Regions from separate parts of the Bos taurus genome. Here region 2 is linked to region 1. Evidence: chromatin contacts called from public Hi-C data. All regions are on one chromosome and are shown on one strand. The core of a region is the stretch at or near the end of the contact, and the rest is flanking DNA. Distances in the headings are between cores, read along the strand shown. Region 1 holds the start of NEK9 (NIMA related kinase 9). Region 2 has its middle 26 kb from the start of FOS.

Region 1 (2,700 bases), core at 157-2,656:
TCAAATTCTATATAAATAAATATTTGAGGCCTTGTCTTCTCCTTCTGTCCCACAAATATCATGATCTCCATCTACATGATCTTCTCTTAGCCCCCAAATATCCTGCTCTCTGAAAGAGATCCCGGGCCTTGTTGTGGGCTTTGACTTCCAGCTCCCCTCAATGGCTATGTAACATACAGTAGGTTACTTAACCCCCTATCTCAGTTCCTTTTGCAGAATGGGAATACTATGAGGATTAAATGGAATGACACATGGAAAGAAAACCTTTAGCATAGTGCCAGGAACATTATAATGAATGTTAGCTGTTATCTCTGTAGGTCAATAATTCCCGTAACTTTACGACTAAAAAGTTACCTTAGCGATGTAAAGTTGCTCAAGGCACATAACTGATGGAACACGCTTTTCCACTGTATTGCAATTCTCTTAGTGACTTGAGGGCTTTGCAGATTCCCCACCTCCGATTACAGTATCTGGCACTTATGGCATGAAGAATGTTGCATGAGATCATCAGGTGGTCAAAGATTTGGAAATACACTTGGAAGAATGTGAAATCTGGAAAGAGAGGAGTGAGTGTCAGGAGAGTTGACTTCAAATATTCTCTAAGTTGTGTGGAAGACAGGGACCCAGGGTAGTTCTGGAAGAAATAATTGGGCCCACTAACAGATGACAGGAGGCAAGAATTTTCCGCTGGGAGAGGGAAGGGAGGTGAGGTAAACGGGAGACCTAAGAGACACAGTTCAGTCCCTGGGTTTGGGAAGATACCCACTCCAGTATTCCCGCCTGGAGAATCCCATGGACAGAGGAGCCAGGCGGGCTACAGTCCATGGGGTCACAAACAATCGGACACCACTGCGACTTAACGCGCACGCAAAAATATCTTTGCTGTAACAATTCTCTAAAACAGAGCGCTGTGCCACGCTAGGAAGGGCTGCTTCCCCCACTCACTGCCCTTGAGATAGCCCTGGCGCCAAGATGAGACTGGACGACCTCTGGACCTCAAAACTGTCTGGGCACCGGGCTAGGAATCAGGGGAGGGGTCTATAGACCCGAGGAGGACGCCCTTGCCCCTGCGGGAGCCATCTGGCCCCATTCGGTCTCCACCGGGCGCCGCCAACCCCTGCCCAGAGCCTCGTTTTCCCGGCCCGCCTGGAGGGAAAGAAGTCCCCCCGCCCCGGGGCTTAAAGGAACCACCAGCAATAGAGGAAACCCCGCCGGGCCGGAAGCACCCAGAACTGCTTCCGGGCCAAGGGGGAAGGAGCCGCCATGGAACCTAGCGGGGTGGCGGGGCTGACGGGGCCGCGGGGCTGACGGGGCAGTGGGCCGGCGTCTGAAGCGGGAGAGGCGCAGCGCCGCCAGCGCCACCGGGGACACTCAGGCTGGTCCCGTCCCCGCCGCCGCCGCCGCCATGTCGGTGCTGGGCGAGTACGAGCGACACTGCGACTCCCTCAATTCGGACTTCGGGAGCGAGTCCGGGGGTGGCGGGGACTCGGGCCCGGGGCCCAGCGCCGGTCCGGTGCCGCGAGCCAGCGGCGGCGCGGCGGAGCAGGAGGAGCTGCACTACATCCCCATCCGTGTGCTGGGCCGCGGCGCCTTCGGGGAGGCCACGCTGTACCGCCGCACCGAGGTAGCGGCCCTGCTCTCCCCCGCCTCTTCCTCGCTCAGCGATCGGGTCCCGCAGGGGTGTCTGTCTTGGGGTCCTCACCGCTCCTGTACTAGGAGTTCGTAACAGCACTGGTTTTTCTAACCGGTCGTTTTTGTTTACCATGGGGACTGAGCAAAGAATTGAACCTTCTCTGAGCCTTAGTTTTCCCGTCTGTAAATTGGAGTTAGAAATAGCAACGTACCTTAAAAGTAATATTTTTTAAGATTATTTTGAGCATCGAAGGAGGATACTGTGGAGATTGTGAGTTAGAGTAGTATATGAATGGGGAGTATTGTCAAAACTTCCTCTCATGCCGTACGTCTCTCCAAGGAAGAGGTGGAGAAGTGGGGACAGCTTCAAAATTCCCACATCCGCGGCAGCTCCACTGGCTTTGCCAAATCTTTAAGCTCAGATACGAACACTCAGGGATTTTTCTTGAAGGTCATTGGTAAGATTGTAGCGTGTGGGCTTCTTCATCAGTGATGATCCAGCAGCGTTTATGCCTGGGAAATACTTCTTTCTTTTTTGGTATATTTTAAACCATTCGTTCTTAACTTCAGGAGGGATAAAGGACTTCTTTGAGGTACCTTCCCGCCTATCCATTATTGCACACATACAAATCCTTTGAAGAGATTTTTGGATTGCTGATCCCCAGTTCAGAATGTATACTGATTAAAACCTTAGAGTGGGGAGTCTACTTTCAAAATTGATCATGAACTTTGATCACTAAAGTCTTAAAACTCTAGTTTCAGAATAGTTAAGCATCAGTGTGGGGTTGCTGAAGATGAGATTCTATCAGTGATCTGTCTGCAGGTCTGGTGTGTGTTCCAAGTACTTTTAAGTCTGAAAGATGGATGAGGAGCGAGGTGGTTGCAAGATTAATGTATTATGAGTTATTGTTAGTATTCTCATGAGAATGAGATAAGCTTTGGTATTCCTATTTTTATAGTTGAAGAAACTAAGGTAGTATATTTAAGTGACTTGCTCACTTAAATTAGAAAAAAATCCTGGGCTGGAATGGAGGGTCACATCTGCTTGTCCATGCCTTTCCATGATTA
Region 2 (2,700 bases), core at 6-2,505, 150 kb before region 1:
GGTCAGCCTCCAAGCGAATGCCACTGCCGGGTACATCAAGGAGACAGTCTTTGACAGTTTAAAATGTATATATGTATATGGACAAATATGCATAACATCGAAGAAGGAAATGGAAACCCACTCCAGTATTCTTGCCTGGAGAATCCCCGTGGACAGAGGATCCTGGCGGGCTATACAGTCCATGGGGTCACAAAGAGTTGGACACAACTAAGCGACTAACACACACACACACATAGCATAGAACTTACCATTTTGACCATTTTTAAGTGTACAATTCAATGGCCTTCAGTACCTCCTTGGCCAAATGCCATCACCACCCATCTCCGGAGCTCTTTTCATCTTCTCAAACTGCAGCTCCATCCTCATGAAACCATTAACTCCCAATCTCCCCGCCGCCAGCCCCTGACGACCACCCTTCTACTCTCTGTCTCTATGAAGTGATTGCTCTAAACACTTCACGTGAAAGGAATCATACAGTATTTCGTATGACAGACACTTTTGCAGCAAGATGTCTGGAGGAAGGTACCAAGATTCTTTCCTCCATTGCATTTATTTTAGCTGACGTCACACTTTAGCCAGAAAGGGAGTCTCTTCTGTACCCTGAAGTAATTCACTCTCATGGACGTGAACATCTTTTCAGCCCTGCCCGACACAACAGAGGTTTTCTTATGTTCTGTTTTCACTGAAAGCTGTTCATTCCCCCAGATAATGACTTAAATTGTGATCATCAGAACTGAAGAAAAAGAAAATAATAAAAAGCTCCCAGAGAAGGACATAAAACATTTTCATGTGCCATCTCTGAGCCTCCCAAAAGCCTTTCTCTTCTCCACTGACCACTCTTGTGTATGTATTGTTTTTGTCTTTGTGGGGTTTTTTTGTTTTGTTTTAAAGAACTCTGTGATCTACTTCAATTCACGTTTTGCCCAGAAAGCTAACACAGCTGTAAATCCTTTCTGCCCGGAAAGCCTTCCAGCCTTTCCAGAGGCCTCTTTGCTGATTCAATGACCACCTCCCTCCCTTTGAGGCTGGGCAACCTCTCTGAGCCCACTGCCACCACCGGCCTCCCACAACCCCAGGCAGACTGCCTGGCTGCTGCTAGAAGCCTCTCTCTGGAAGTGACCGTGCCTTTTCTGCAGGTTCCTATTACTTGGAGAAGCATAGCACCCCCGGGGGGAGCCCCCTACTCAGGCTTCCCCCTGCAGAGAACTGGCTCTGCTGCCCGCTGGTAAACCGGCTGGCTGTCACCATGACAATGGGCTGGCCCAGAGCCTGGATGACGCCAGACCTGACTCCCCTCCCAGCCTCACCCAAGTCTGTTTGGGTTCCAGCTGCTTTTGTTGGGCTTCATTTTGCTTGTCAGTTTGAGGCAGCTCTTTTGCTGATTTGGCTTCAGGAGGCTGGGCTTAGAATCCCTGGGGTGCAGGGAAGTCAGTAGCCTGCCCTGACAGGAATTTCCTGGCAACCTAAGGTATTCCCCCGTCATAGTAGCAAGATCTACAAGAGGCCTTCCTGCAATACAGAGCCCACAATAAGCCTGGGCCTCAGATAATCCACTAATACTCTGACCCCACAGGCAATTTCAATCAAGGGCACTGTTACTAACCCACGTTGCTTTGTGATGCTAGGCTCATGATGACAGGCCAACCTGTTCTTTGATCAAATGAAGGAAGTGTTACAACATGTTGGCAGAACATTCTAACTGTGCAGAAACAACACAAATGAATAAATCCAGGATGAAGAAGAAACAATCATGTGGATTTTGAGGAACAGTTTAAGTGAATGTGATGATAGACACCCAAGTGAATCTTCGCCTCATCACCGGGAATGGCTTTGCCTCTATTATTTGGATAATGTAGAAGCAGGGATCTGGAACATTGTTTGAACTAATTTGAAAACATACCGGATAGCCTTTGGGTGTTTCATCCCCTGGTCTTTATCTCTCAAATGACTCCTTTTAATAATTTGCTTGACCTCCAGGGCACCTGAGTTTACCCTGGGTCCTCTCATTTGTGACATAAAACCTATCTCTTGTTTCAGCCTTTGAAGGCATGTCAGCTCCTCATCTGTAAAATGGGGGTAAATAATGCCAACCAGGCAGGTTGAACAGTATTTAGCTCAGTCCTGGCACTTACTGAGCTACTATCATCATCATCATTAACTGCTGCTGCTGCTGCTGCTGCTAAGTCGCTTTAGTCGTGTCCGACTCTGTGTGACCCCATAGACGGCAGCCCACCAGGCTCCTCTGTCCATGGGATTTTCCAGGCAAGAGTACTGGAGTGGGTTGCCATTGCCTTCTCCGACCTGTGCCTTTTTCTCGAGGATCCTGACCCTTTTTTATAAGCATAACATCACTGGGAATTTCCTGATAGTCCCAGTGGTTAGGATTTCACTGCTATTCAGCAATTTCACTTCCAGGGCCCTGGATTCCATCCCTGGCCAGAGAACAAAGATCCCACAAGCCTGTGGAAAAAAAAAGAAGAAGAAGAAGAATTACATGGACTTTCTTGGTGGTACAGTGGATAAAATCTGCTTGCCAATGCAGGGGACACTGGTTTGATACCTGATCCGGGAAGATGACACATGCCTTGGAGCAACTGAGCTGGTTTGCCACAACTACTGAGCCCAAGCTCTAGAGCCTGTGCATCGCAACTGCTGAAGCCCAGGCACCCAGAGCCTGGCTTGTGCTCCACAAGAGAAGCC

Evidence for each region. A called contact is a pair of places that touch in the nucleus more often than the background predicts.
Region 2: a Hi-C map of skeletal muscle shows a contact between it and region 1, with 7 times the contacts expected there. The contact joins the enhancer-like site here to the promoter of NEK9 in region 1. A contact is called at or near these places in 7 of 11 Hi-C or Micro-C datasets (4-cell embryo, blood, liver and 3 more).

Annotation. Positions count from the first base shown.
Region 1 is chr10:86,366,328-86,369,027 of ARS-UCD2.0, reverse strand. NEK9 (NIMA related kinase 9) reads left to right here and starts at 1,406. Exons shown (of 22, transcript NM_001206060.1): 1 at 1,406-1,624. The coding sequence starts at 1,406.
Region 2 is chr10:86,513,311-86,516,010 of ARS-UCD2.0, reverse strand. No RefSeq gene overlaps it. Among named protein-coding and RNA genes, the nearest start is that of FOS, 26 kb to the right of the region's middle. Within about 2 kb of position 1,255, at least 25 of the 102 cell types and tissues checked have an H3K27ac peak or open chromatin away from gene starts, as enhancers often do. A contact at or near this core is called in skeletal muscle, where this site is marked.